3 separate regions of the Mus musculus genome follow, and regions 2 and 3 are each linked to region 1. Evidence: chromatin contacts called from public Hi-C and HiChIP or PLAC-seq data. All regions are on one chromosome and are shown on one strand. The core of a region is the stretch at or near the end of the contact, and the rest is flanking DNA. Distances in the headings are between cores, read along the strand shown. Region 1 overlaps Inpp5f (inositol polyphosphate-5-phosphatase F). Region 2 overlaps Rgs10 (regulator of G-protein signalling 10). Region 3 overlaps Gm39092 (a long non-coding RNA gene).

Region 1 (4,195 bases), core at 920-3,419:
GATGCTGAGTTCCTGCTTCAGGAATGGACAGACTCAGTGCTGCATGTCTTCCGTTCTTCCCAGACTAGTGTCTAGTTCATGTAGCTTCAGCCAGAGACTCATAGGCAACAGGAAGAAAAAAAAGTAGGAAAGAAAAACAATCATTATTTAATAATCATATTCAAAATTTAGATAGTTTTATAATAGATAAAAGCAGGTATTTGCTTTTAAAAATGGAAACTCATATATTGCTAGCAATAACACAAGTTGGTAAGGCACTTTGAATGTAATTATCAATTAAAATAAAACATGATAATACTTAACTATACTTTTCTTTTTGATACCCACTACACACACACACACACACACACACACACACACACACGCGTGTGTGTGTGTGTATAATTCTGAGAAAGACTCTTGATCTGAATGTAAAAGGTTAAACATTAAAGATTTCAGAAGACAGCATAGTGTTTCAAACTGAGTCATGAGCAGGATTTATAAAAGCAGTTTCCTTATCTTTCTTTGTTTCAAATGTATGATTGTCTATCACATTTTATTAGTCACTTGATAAAGAATAATGCCCAACCAGGAAATAGTTATTTTTGGGCTGGAGGGATGTCTCAGCGATTAAGAGTATGTACGGCTCTGCAGAGGATCTGGGTTTGGTCCCAGCACCCACTCACACAAAGAGAAGAGAAGAGAAGAGAAGAGAAGAGAAGAGAAGAGAAGAGAAGAGAAGAGAAGAGAAGAGAAGAGAAGAGAAGAGAAGAGGTGACATGACATGTGTCTTCAGTCCCAGCACTCTGAGCCAGGGGCAGGAGGATCTCTGTGAGTTCGAGGCCCTGAATGTGTAATCTCAGGGCTCTTAAGGAGAGCTTGGACGTGGAGAAAGGAGAATCCTAGAGCTCTGTAGGCCAGCTTGCTGTAACCAATACAGACACTGCCCCAAACAGGATGGAAGACAAAGGCCTACATCTAAGGTTGACCTCTGACCTCTGCACATGTGCTATGCTGTGTATTCACCACACAAAGATACATACATGTACAAAACAACAACGCTAACCATAATGGAAAGGGACTAACTTGATTTTTACTTTACGATTTTTTACTATTTGTTATTTCTGGTTATGCACAATTGAAACGCATGCATAAAATAAATACTTTTTAAAAAGGCATTATGAAGAGAATGAAAGGTAATTCAGAGATTAGGGGAGGCTGGAGAGTTAAGAGCTCTTGTAGAGGACCCAGGTTCCAACCCTAGAATACATATGGTGGCTCACAACCATGAGTAAGTCCACTTCCGGGGAATCTGACACCTCCTTTTGAGCTCTGAGGGCAGCAGGCACACACATGGTACACACAGGTACATGTAGGCAAAACACACATAAAATAAATCTTTAATAGTTAAGATTTGGTCTGTTATCTCGCAGCACATTTAAATGTCTTCTAAACCCATTAAAAAGGATGTACAATACAAAAAAAACTGGACAGAATAATGTAACAGGATTTTATGTACAAGGATATTTTATAAAGTCAAATCCATCAGAGAAGGTGCGTCATCTCATTAATCATCAGGGAAATGCAAATTAAAGCCATGACTCACACACTGGGGAGCTGAGGGGAACCGCTGAGAAGCGTCAAGTCTGGGAAAGGATGCAGAGCAATTAGCACTTAAATCGGCAAACAGGACTCCAAGTGTGCTCAGTCACGGGTGCTTATGCAAGAGCCTCACTGCAGCATCAGAGCCAGCGGCTGCTGAGGGCGGCATGAAGGACTGGATGTGGTCAGGAATGATTTGGTCTTATTCTGCATTGAGTTCCTTAATAATGTGTTGATTCGTGTTGATTCATGCATTATTGATATTCCTAATTGTAAGTAGCATTAGAAAGAATAAGCCATATTTAAATGCAACACAAATTGTTAAAAGGAGCAATACTGAGGTGTGCACGCCAGGAAATAACCTCTTCCCACACTTGTCCCTGCTCCCCGTTGACGCACGTCAATATCTAGAGGCGGGCGCTGAGCAGACACCTCCTGGCCTCCAGCAGGAGCCTGGCAGTGTTCATTTATCTGTGTTATCTGTGTCCTTCTCCTGGGTAATTGCTTTCTGCGATGAGGGGCCCACGGTCAGGGTGACTCATCCGTGTGGCTGCATTGCGCTAGCTCATAATTGGTTTAGGCTGGAGCTGTTTGACAGAAGGTCTGATGTGGGAAAAGCTTCCTGCTCTAATAAAAGATATACCGGAACCCACAGTGCCCCTGAGGCTGCTTTGTCAGGATTTGATGTTAGGGACTTTTGCATCTGTCTCAAGATGGTGAATGAAGCAGTCGGGCGTTTATCCAGTGTGCTGCTGGGGAAGCAATGAGGGAATGGCAGAGGGAAAGGCAGAAAGAACCCGAGTCCTCAGTGGTTTACTGAAGTCACTGCACTCAGCCTTGCGGCTTCCAGGCTTGCCTTGAGATTTGAGTTAGCAATCTATTGTTTGTAGCAAGGTCACCTGACACCCGCACATTCACCATGGGCTGAAGTCACAAAGAGCTGGCAGTGCACATACTGTTCTGCAGTGAAGTCTCTGGCTGTTAGTCTTTTCCCCAGAATTCTTAGGTTAGGCAGTGGTGGCACATGCCTTTAATCCCAACACCTCCGGAGGCAAAGGCTGGCAGAAAAAAGGAAAAGTTCTAAATTGGGAATGATGGTGTGTATCTATAATCCCAGCACTCAGGAGGAGACTATAGAGGTTGTAAAGGGGATTAGTCCAGCCTAGGCTATCCAGTAAATTCAAGGCCTGGGCTATATAAGAACTCAGTTTGAAAAAACAAATTGGTTATAATGGTGCACACCTTTAGTCCAGCACAAAGTGAGTTTGAGGCTGACCTGGCTTACATACCAAGTTCCAGGACAGCCAGGGCTACATAGTGTGACCCTGCCTCAAAAACAAAATAATCCAAAGTGAAGAGCTGGCAAGATGGCCCATCAGGTCAAGCACTTGATGGGCAAGCCTTATCACCCATGTGTACATTTTCATCCCTGGCACCCACGTAAGGGGGCGGGGCGTGAGAGCAGACGCCATAAAGTTCTCTAACTCTGCCCCCTGCACATGCTTATACATGTGCCCCCCACCGAGAGTAAAGACAATTTTAAAAGTCTAAGAATTAGGGAACTTGTTTTTGCAGAATGAATTTGTGAAGGCAAACTTGTTGAATTAAACAGCATATACACTTAAAGTTGATATTTAGCATTCAGAGATACTGCACCAGAAGCACTGAAAATCCTCAGACTTGCCCTGCCCACCCAACACAAGCAGCAGGAAATTAGAAACCGTTTTTAAGGGATCACACAGCTTCTATTCTCAGTAGCAATGGGACCCCGCTGTTGTTTTTCATGTTCACCAATGCTGACTCTGTTCAGTTATTTAAATTTACCCGTCAGTAGGTTAAAACCTCTTTTATATCCTGACATTTGCAATTTACTGTTAGTAGGGACTGTAGCATCTTGCTCACTGGGGTCTTTTGTACCCAGTTTTTTCTTACTCTGTTTATGGTACTCTATAAAGTGTTGATTTTCTGTGGCAAGTACATTCTCATGAGAGTTCCTTGTTTTGTTTTTTTAAACCTTTGCTGATAATGTCACTTGTACACAGATTTAAATTTTTCCTGTTGTCACATCGGAAACATCATCTTTGTCTTCTGGTTTTTATTTTATGCTTGGGAGGTCATGCTTCCACCTACAGCTGTGCAAAAACTACTACTTTTTTTGTGGCTTTTTTTTTTTTTTTAAATAACATTTAGGTCATTGATGTATCTAGAGTTTATTTTGTGTTTCATTAAAGAGATATAGGGAACTCTTTTATAAGTCTCTTTTCCTTGTAGACAGACAGTTGTCGTCCCAGGGCCCCTGATGGTCATCTGTGCTTGCTCACAGCAGTGTGCTTAGCTACCTACCCTTCCTGCCTCAGTGGACTCAGGTCTTTGGCCCTCAGCCTTGTTCTCCTCTGTCAGTTGCCTATCTTTAGTTTCACAGTCTTGCTTGCTACATAGACTATATAGAATTGTTCCAGATGGGGCAAATTTCTCTGTGTTTATTGCTTTTCATTTTTTTCCAAATATTTACTTTTTGAGAATATTTACTTTTTTAGAATTAAGTTATCTTTTCCATGAAAAGATCCTGGTTGAATTTTGATTGGGATGGTTGAGTATATAGATTAATTGGAAA
Region 2 (3,839 bases), core at 455-2,954, 290 kb before region 1:
TGCCCCGCTCTGTCTGGCAAAACAGAACCACAGACAACTTTCCCTCATAGTTTCAGAGGCCAGATTCTGAGGTCAAGCTACCAGCGGACTGACTTCTTCCAGGGTGTCTCTCGGTGTCACAAGGTCATCCCTGTGAATGTCTTACGAGAACATACATCAAGGGCCCGCAAGATGGCCCAGCAGGTGAAGTTCGGATGAGGGTAGTTGTTGTAAGAGCCCGGTAACTAGAACTTGATTTCCAGAATTCACATAAAACATGGACGGAGAGAGACAACTCCTCAGAGGTGTCCTCTGACCACCACATGCATATTGTCTCTTTCATACACGTACACAACACACATGCACCCACACATATGCACACATACACACAGAACACACATACACTACTGAAAAAAAAAAAAAAAAACACTTGTCACTTTGGATCAGGGCCCACTCATATGAGCTTGTTTAACGTAATTATCCTTTCTTAGTCCCTGTCTCCAGACACAGCCACATTCCAGGTACAGTAAGTGAGGATCTCCACGTATGAAGTGGGGCAGGAGAAGGACATAAGGGACAGACAGGAGGCCAAGCCCGGCAGGCTGCTTCTCCATCCTATACACCTAACCAGCTGTATGACTCTTGTGTGGCAGAACACTATGCAGTCATTAAAAATCAGGTCTGAGCTAGAGAACATACCCAAGGAGCTGAAGGGGTCTGCAACCCTATAGGTGGAACAACAATATGAACTAACCAGTACCCCCCAGAGCTCGTGTCTCTAGCTGCATATGTAGCAGAAGATGGCCCATTGGTCTTGCAAACTTTATATGCCCCAGTACAGGGGAAACACCAGGGCCAAGAAGTGGGAGTGAGTGGGTAGGGGAGCAGGGTGCAGGGGGTGGGGGGAGGGTATAGGGGACTTTTGGGATAGCATTTGAAATGTAAATGAAGAAAATATCTAATAAAAAAATTTTTTTAAAGGTCTGGGAGCCAGTGAGAGGTTTCAGATGGTAAAGACACATGACACACAGCCTGGCAGCCTGATGATATGTTACTGCCATCCCTTGTGGTAGAAGGCGAGAACCAACTCCTGCAAGCTGCCCTGGCTCTAGTGTATGTGCTATGTCATGTGTGCTCCCTGCCCCTCGAATAAATAAGCAAATGTTAAAAAAAATTTTTTTTTGAAAAAAAAAAAAAAGGTCTACATGATGGGTAGTGCTTGGAATGGAGAGGCAGGAGGATCACAAGTTCAAGACCAGCCTGGGACACACATGCTCCAGGTCAGCCTTTCAACTACATGAGAAAACAGAGAGAGACAGAGAGAGAGACAGAGAGAGAGACAGACAAACAGAGAGAAATAAGATTTGCAAAGAGTTAAACATAGAAACTTGCCCATAAGAATTAAGCGATTGAATATTTAATTTCAAAATGTACTGAATTTTAACCCATGATCCCAAATATATCAGAGGGAAAGGAATCGTTCTAAAGGCTTGAGGCAAGTTTGTAGGTCTTCAAAAATGTATATCTACCTAGAGCCTCAAAATGCAACTTTGTTTAGAAACAGACCTATTGATATCAAGCTGAAATCACCCTCCAGGGTAGTGGGACCCAGATCCAAAGAGGCAGGACACACAGAGAGACCTAGAAAGAAGGAAGCTGTGTAACAACAGTGACAGAGACAGGAATGACGTGGACACAGCCTACAAGTTCCAAAGGTGACGAGCAAGCAACTGACCAGGAGCTGGAACTACGGCAAGTTCCTCTTCTAGGCCCTTCATCAGGACCCCCGACTGCCCATGGCTGGTTTCAGATTCCTAGTCTCCTAGATATGCAAGAAGTGTTTGCTGTTTGAAAACGTATGGGACTGACCCACTAGGAAACTGCTAAAACAGAAGCACGGACGTGAGCCCCTCACAGTTCTGAAGACCTGCAATGCACGGCCTAGGTGCGAGCCTCAACTCAAGAAGAAAGGAGCTGGCCCTGAGATCTTAGTTGGTTCTATAAGACCAGGCCTCCAGCAGGCAAAGCTGACCTGGACCTAAACAATGTGATCTGCAGGAAGGAGGAGAAAATGGAAACAACTCAGGGGGAGGAAGAGGAAGAAGCCTTTGAGCACGAGGAGATTTGTCTCCAGCAGGCAGCAAAGCAGAAAATCGTGAGTAGGCAGCTGGGCTGCTTCCGGGATTGCTTCTTTTTTTTTTTTTTTTTTCTTTTTTTGGCCAGGACAGATGTAGCATAGCAAGGCTCCTGGTTTGCAGGCTCCACATCTGCATGCCTACACTATAAACTGTTTAGCCGGTTGCCTGGGATCCCCTGCTGCGGACCGGACTGGGAGGAAAAGAGCGGAAGGCGAATCCTGCGCCTGCGCAACTGTGCCCTGCCTGCACCTTGCTTCCAGTGCAGGGACCCTACATCATCCAAACACCCACCGTGCTTCCTCAAACCCCAGACAGAGCTGCAGTGGAACAGCAAGGGGGGGAACCACCTTTGCAGTGCCCACCAGGCTGCTTGGGGAGGGACGGAAGGACATCCCTGGAAGCAGTCGGTCTCAGAACGAGGGCCACTCCAGGCTAATCCACTGCCTCCAGCCACTGCATTTTCAGCTTGATAAATATTTGATCACTCACAATCAAGTACATTAGAAGAACTAAATGAAATACCCACCTCCCTTCTTTTCTGGGTTACTTCTACCCGCATAAGGAGGAAAATTTTCAATCCTTCAATGTAACATAAAGTTTGGTCATAGGATTTCTCTGACTTGCCATTCTAGACCACCACCACCCCCATCTCTATCTCTCTCTCTCTCTCTCTCTCTCTCTCTCTCTCTCTCTCTCTCTCTCTCTCCCTCCCTCCCTCCCTCCCTCCCTCCCTCTCTCTCTCTCCCTCTCTCTCTCCCTCCCCCTCCCCCTTTCTCTCCCTCTCCTTATACCTAGATTACAGAACTGATTACTGGCTGTGTGAATATAGAACTGAGAGAAAAGGAAACCTCTCCCTACAGCTCTTAGGTGATTAATGGGTTTGGCAAGCTACTGTGCCCACCCTGTGAGTGGAGGTCCTCCTACGTCTTCTGAAGAAGGAGTGGGGCGTACCCAGGAGGTCTAAGGGCAGCTAGCAGACAGTGGGACAGTGGCAAGCAGAGACTGAAGACCCTGCCCTCAAGCACGAGCGGGCCACTAGAAAGGCTTCGTCGATCTGGACAGCACTTTAGTTCATAGACAGGCCCATTAGTTCATAGACAGGCCCATTAGGGATGGTGAACGTGCCAAGGGTGGAATCAGAACTCCAAGGCCAGAAATGGAGTCAAAAAGACCCTCCACATAAGACAAAATCTACTCCCTCGGTGTGGGCTATCCAGTCTTCCCTGGAGGCTGTGAAAGTCAGTTCAAAGTTCAACGATTGTTCTGAATGTCTGCCATGACGCAGAGTCTAGTGTTTTTCTGGCAGTTCTTCACACCCCCCTCCCAGCCTTCCCACTATCTTTAAGTCATAAGGTCACTCTGAAAGTTCTGCAGAGAGCAGCCTTCGTGCCCCATCCTGCTGAAGGTGGCCAACCGTATAGATGTGAGGAAACCTCCCTGGAAACTGCTGATTTCTAGACTGCCTTTGATCCTTTGGAAGCGAATGTCAGCGGGACCCATAAGCCAGAGATGGGCTATACCCTGGATCTGATTGCCAAGCACAGCCTAGACAGAGGGACCGTGGTGATGCAGGAAAGCTCAGACTCAGGTCCTGTGTAGAAAAACAGGGGAGCTGGGGTGAACCTAGGGCCACACTAAGAAACAGCCCATGTGGGGTCTGAGGCAGGATGAGGCTCTAAGCCCCAACTTCCCTCTTCTGATGCCAAGAGCCAATTTACCACA
Region 3 (3,789 bases), core at 131-2,630, 310 kb before region 1:
AGGAAAGCGTTTGCTGAGTTCCCTACAAGACTGTCTCAAAAAGAGCATTTGGTTCTGTCTCCTTCCTTCCTCCTGGCCCATAGCTCTGACTTCCTCGGGCCGAGGCAGGAGTTCTTGTTAGAGAGGGTCATCTTTGAGCTGATCTCTTTCCGATGAGCTTCCAAGTTAGTTAGATTTTTTTTTCTCTTTTGCATCTGGACCCCAAACACTCCAGAACTGCACCTCTAACTTTTCCAAATCCATCCTTCAAACTGGCTGCAAGTTAAACCACAGAAGGCTTTGTTTCCTGGTTGCGACTCCCTCTGTCTTCTGCCCCACCGCTTGCTTCCATGGCACACCCGTCCTCGGGTCTTCCCTTCCTCCAACAGAACCAAAGTTGAGAGCAGAACTTCACAACAGCACCCTTCCTCAGCTCGGTGCTCACACCACAGAGAGAATAAAGCCTTGGCTGCCTCACCCTCCTCCCTCACGTCTGCGCTTGGAACGCCATCAGCAGCGACCATGCTGAGGCAGACAGACTGGACAGGTGTAGTTAGCAGCAGCATTTCTTTGTACACAGACTAGAGAGCAGGATGCTGCCACCCACACTACACTGTGGCAGATGTGCCATCACTCAGACTCACAAACAATCCAAGGGGCTTTGAAAACAGCAACGAGCAAATAAAAGCATGGAAACGAACCAGACTGACATTCAGCCTGAGTTCCAAAGTCACCGAGAGTTTCCCTAGGGATGGTGACACCAAACCACATGCTAGAAGAGGAAGCCCGGTGTCCCCAGCACTGAAGCAGGGAATGATGGGAGGAGCACCAGCCTCCAGGTCAGAAAAAGGAAACACGGACACTTGTGGTTCCTTCAGCAGCTTCTCCATTCTGGCTTCTTTCCCGTCCAGTCAGTGGCCTACAGACCCCTGTGTGTTGGTCTCTGGGCTTGCAGTAGGTCTGAAAGGAGACAGAAGTGGGAATATTTGTAACTTACAGGGAGGGCAGTCCACCACTCAAGTGGCAAGTCAGCTGAACGAGACAGTGCTCCTGCTCACACTTCACAGCACTGCGCATCCACTTCTGTGTAGCCCAGCAAATTGAGTAACCGGCAGAAAACCCAGGACCGGGGACCAGTCTAGCCCTGACACTGAACAAGCATAGTCTGATATATTCTACTCCCTGCCTCCCTGAGAAAAGCTAAATACCAAGTTCTGGAACTTCATTAGCAGTTTCACCATAACCCTCACTTAGGCAGGCGCCCTGACATCTCCTGCTGCCTTTAAAAAAAAAAAATCTTTTATTTATATTTATGTGGCTCTGTGTGTGTGTGTGTGCCACGTACTCCTATGCTAGTGCATGTCTGTGCATGCACGCACACACATGGGCATGCAGGTGCCACCAAGCCCAGTAGAGGGTGTCAGATCCATTGGGGCTGGAGTTGCTGGCAGTTATGAGTCTCTGTGGGTACTGGGAAATCAACTCCGGTTGATTCACTGAGACAGCTCTCCTGCCACGTCTACCGTCTTTTTCTCCTACTTCCTGTGCAGTGGAGCTGGCCTTTCTGGGTCATACTGAATCTTTTTTCCGCTGTAGTGAGGTAGGTGAAGTGGCTAGCGATTGGGGCCTTCAAAGGCTGCTGGTAACCACGGGACTGGTTAATAGTCATTATCCCCTGCAATTGTTCTAGGTAATGTGTAACTTTAATTTTTTCAAATCCTATTTTTAATGGTGGTTCTTGACCACTTTAACTTCCCTTTTAACCCGCCATCTTCCAGAGTAGTGGGAAAGAAAGGATACGGGGGAAGTGGACCTGTTTAGAAAGGTTCTTTGGAGCAGATTCCATCTGTGTTGTCTGGAAATCATCAGTTCAGTTCACAGGTTAGCAGGCAGTGGCAGCTTGATCCACTCAAAAACACTTCATGGATACACCAGCCAGCCAGTTTGATAAATTCAGTAATGGCGGTGACACGTCCTAGCAGAGACAGACAGACCTCAGCCTCAGCTCCAGTCAGCAGGAGGGACCAATAGGAACACCAGAAGTTCTCAGCTATGTGTCTCTCAGGGAAGTGAAGATCAGGGAAGTGAAGATCAGCAAATACGGGAGATCCACAAGCACAGACAGCTGTACCAGCAAGCCAAGCTCTGTCTCGTCACTCTGTGGAGTCCTATTTATGCCCTCCAACCATCATGTGCTCTCCGTGTGCCTTGCCTCAGTGCGTGTCCTGTCTCAGCATGTGCATCCAATCAGCTCGAGTCCTTGGAAGTGGCAACAAACTTCAGAACACCACCAGAAGAATTTTACACATTTCTGTCTGTGGAGTCCCGACTATTGCCTCTCAACCATGCAATGTAAGACAGACCAATGCATGCGTGTTGTCAGCAAAGAATCCTTCACCTCGTGTCCTTTCACGTGCTTGCTTTAGCAGAACATCCTCTCTCCTGTGTCTGCTTCAGCGAAAAGTTCCTTTATGAGTCTACCTTAGCCTTTCACACCTGTGTCCACTTCAGCTGACATTCCTTCACGCGTTTGCCCCAGCAAAACACCATCCAACCGACTTTCTAAAGAACCCTTAAGTTTCCACGTCAGTGATGCCTCTACAAAGCTCTCCAGAGCCCAGGCTGAAATCAATCAGGCCTTTTGGGGACTCTTCCTTCCTCCCTTCCCTCCTCCTACCCCTCCTCCCTTCTCTCCTCCCTTCCCTACCTCCCTCCTTTCTGTCTTCCTTCCATTCTTTCTTTCTTCCTTCCTTTCTTCTTTTCTTTTTTCTTTCTTCCTTCCTTCTCTTCCTTTCTTCTTTCCTTTCTTTTTTCCTTCCTTTCTTTCCTCCTTCTTTTCCTTCTTCCTTCTTTCCTTTCTCTCTTCCTTCCTTTCTTCCTTCCTTTCTTTCTCTCTTCCTTTCTTACTTTCTCCCTTTCTTCCCTCCTTTTTCCTTCCTTCCTTTCTCCCTTCCTCCTTTCCTTTCTCTCTTCCTTCCTTTTTGCCTTCCTTCCTCTCTTCCCTCCTTTTTTCTTCTTTCCTTTCTTCCTTCCTTTCTTTCTTCCTCCCTTCCTCCCTTCCATCCTTTCTTTCTTCAGTCCCCCATCTTGTTTCATTCTCTTATTCCCCTTCCTGTGAAAATGAAGATTTGGGATTCCATCTTTTAAAACATTTATTATTTAATGTTATGTGTATGGATGTTATGCCTGGATCTATATCTGTGCACACATGCATGCCTGATGTTTTAGAGGCCAGAGGGGGTATTGAATCTCCTGGGACTGGAGTTACAGATGACTATGACCCACCATGTGGATATTGAAAATGGAGCCTGACTCCTCTGGAGAAGCAGCTAGTGCCCTTAACTTTTGACCATCTCTCCAGCCCACCCCATCTCCTTTTCAGACAGGGTTTCACATAGCCTAGGTTAGCATGAAATACAATATGTAGCTGAGGCTGCTCTTGGCCTCTGATCCTCCCCCTTGTACCTCCCAAATACTAGAATCACAAGCATGTGGCATATGCCTGGTTTGTGCCTGGCTAAGGCCAGAATCCAGGGCCTTGTGTGAGCTAGGTAAGAACACAAACTGTGCTACACCCCCAGCCCTGAGTTCCTGTCTTTCTTGAAAGCATCTTCCAAAACGTAAGTCACCTCTTAGTGAGAGAAGCTGCTGGGTTCTGTTGTCTATCTCAGGAGAGGTGTGGAGCCTTTGGGATGATGGACAAGTGGTGGCCCAGCCCTGCACGGATGCTTTGGAGACCAAGCAGACAGCATTTGACTTTCTCCTAGGTAACCATCCTGGAAGGATGCTTGCCTCCCTGCCCCTAACCTC

What was found. Hi-C and Micro-C count contacts between places; a contact is called where the count stands out from the background. HiChIP or PLAC-seq counts read pairs in DNA pulled down with a chosen protein or histone mark.
Region 2: a contact with region 1 is called in a Hi-C map of bone marrow-derived macrophages, with 28 read pairs. The contact joins two enhancer-like sites. A contact is called at or near these places in 2 of 15 datasets of contacts at CTCF or cohesin (the NIH/3T3 cell line and large pre-B cells), 62 of 484 Hi-C or Micro-C datasets (the AtT-20 cell line, B cells, the BV-2 cell line and 34 more), 31 of 115 datasets of contacts at active chromatin or transcription factors (the 230-238 cell line, CD8 T cells, the NIH/3T3 cell line and 20 more) and 5 of 9 other capture datasets (adipose tissue, embryonic stem cells, liver and 2 more).
Region 3: an H3K4me3 HiChIP or PLAC-seq map of bone marrow-derived macrophages shows a contact between it and region 1, with 6 times the contacts expected there. The contact joins two enhancer-like sites. A contact is called at or near these places in 1 of 15 datasets of contacts at CTCF or cohesin (the NIH/3T3 cell line), 25 of 484 Hi-C or Micro-C datasets (the C10 cell line, the C2C12 cell line, CD4 single positive thymocytes and 16 more), 19 of 115 datasets of contacts at active chromatin or transcription factors (the NIH/3T3 cell line, T-cell acute lymphoblastic leukemia, bone marrow-derived macrophages and 13 more) and 4 of 9 other capture datasets (adipose tissue, liver, macrophages and 1 more).

Annotation. Positions count from the first base shown.
Region 1 is chr7:128,670,467-128,674,661 of GRCm38.p6, forward strand. The region is part of intron 9 of Inpp5f (inositol polyphosphate-5-phosphatase F); the gene reads left to right. Among named protein-coding and RNA genes, the nearest start is that of Inpp5f, 61 kb to the left of the region's middle. Within about 2 kb of position 2,170, at least 186 of the 459 cell types and tissues checked have an H3K27ac peak or open chromatin away from gene starts, as enhancers often do. A contact at or near this core is called in bone marrow-derived macrophages, where this site is marked.
Region 2 is chr7:128,377,352-128,381,190 of GRCm38.p6, forward strand. All of the region lies in intron 4 of Rgs10 (regulator of G-protein signalling 10), which reads right to left. Among named protein-coding and RNA genes, the nearest start is that of Gm39092, 12 kb to the left of the region's middle. Within about 2 kb of position 1,705, at least 34 of the 459 cell types and tissues checked have an H3K27ac peak or open chromatin away from gene starts, as enhancers often do. A contact at or near this core is called in bone marrow-derived macrophages, where this site is marked.
Region 3 is chr7:128,358,506-128,362,294 of GRCm38.p6, forward strand. Gm39092 (a long non-coding RNA gene) reads right to left here. Exons shown (of 3, transcript XR_869958.2): 3 at 288-939. Among named protein-coding and RNA genes, the nearest start is that of Gm39092, 6.6 kb to the right of the region's middle. Within about 2 kb of position 1,381, at least 13 of the 459 cell types and tissues checked have an H3K27ac peak or open chromatin away from gene starts, as enhancers often do. A contact at or near this core is called in bone marrow-derived macrophages, where this site is marked.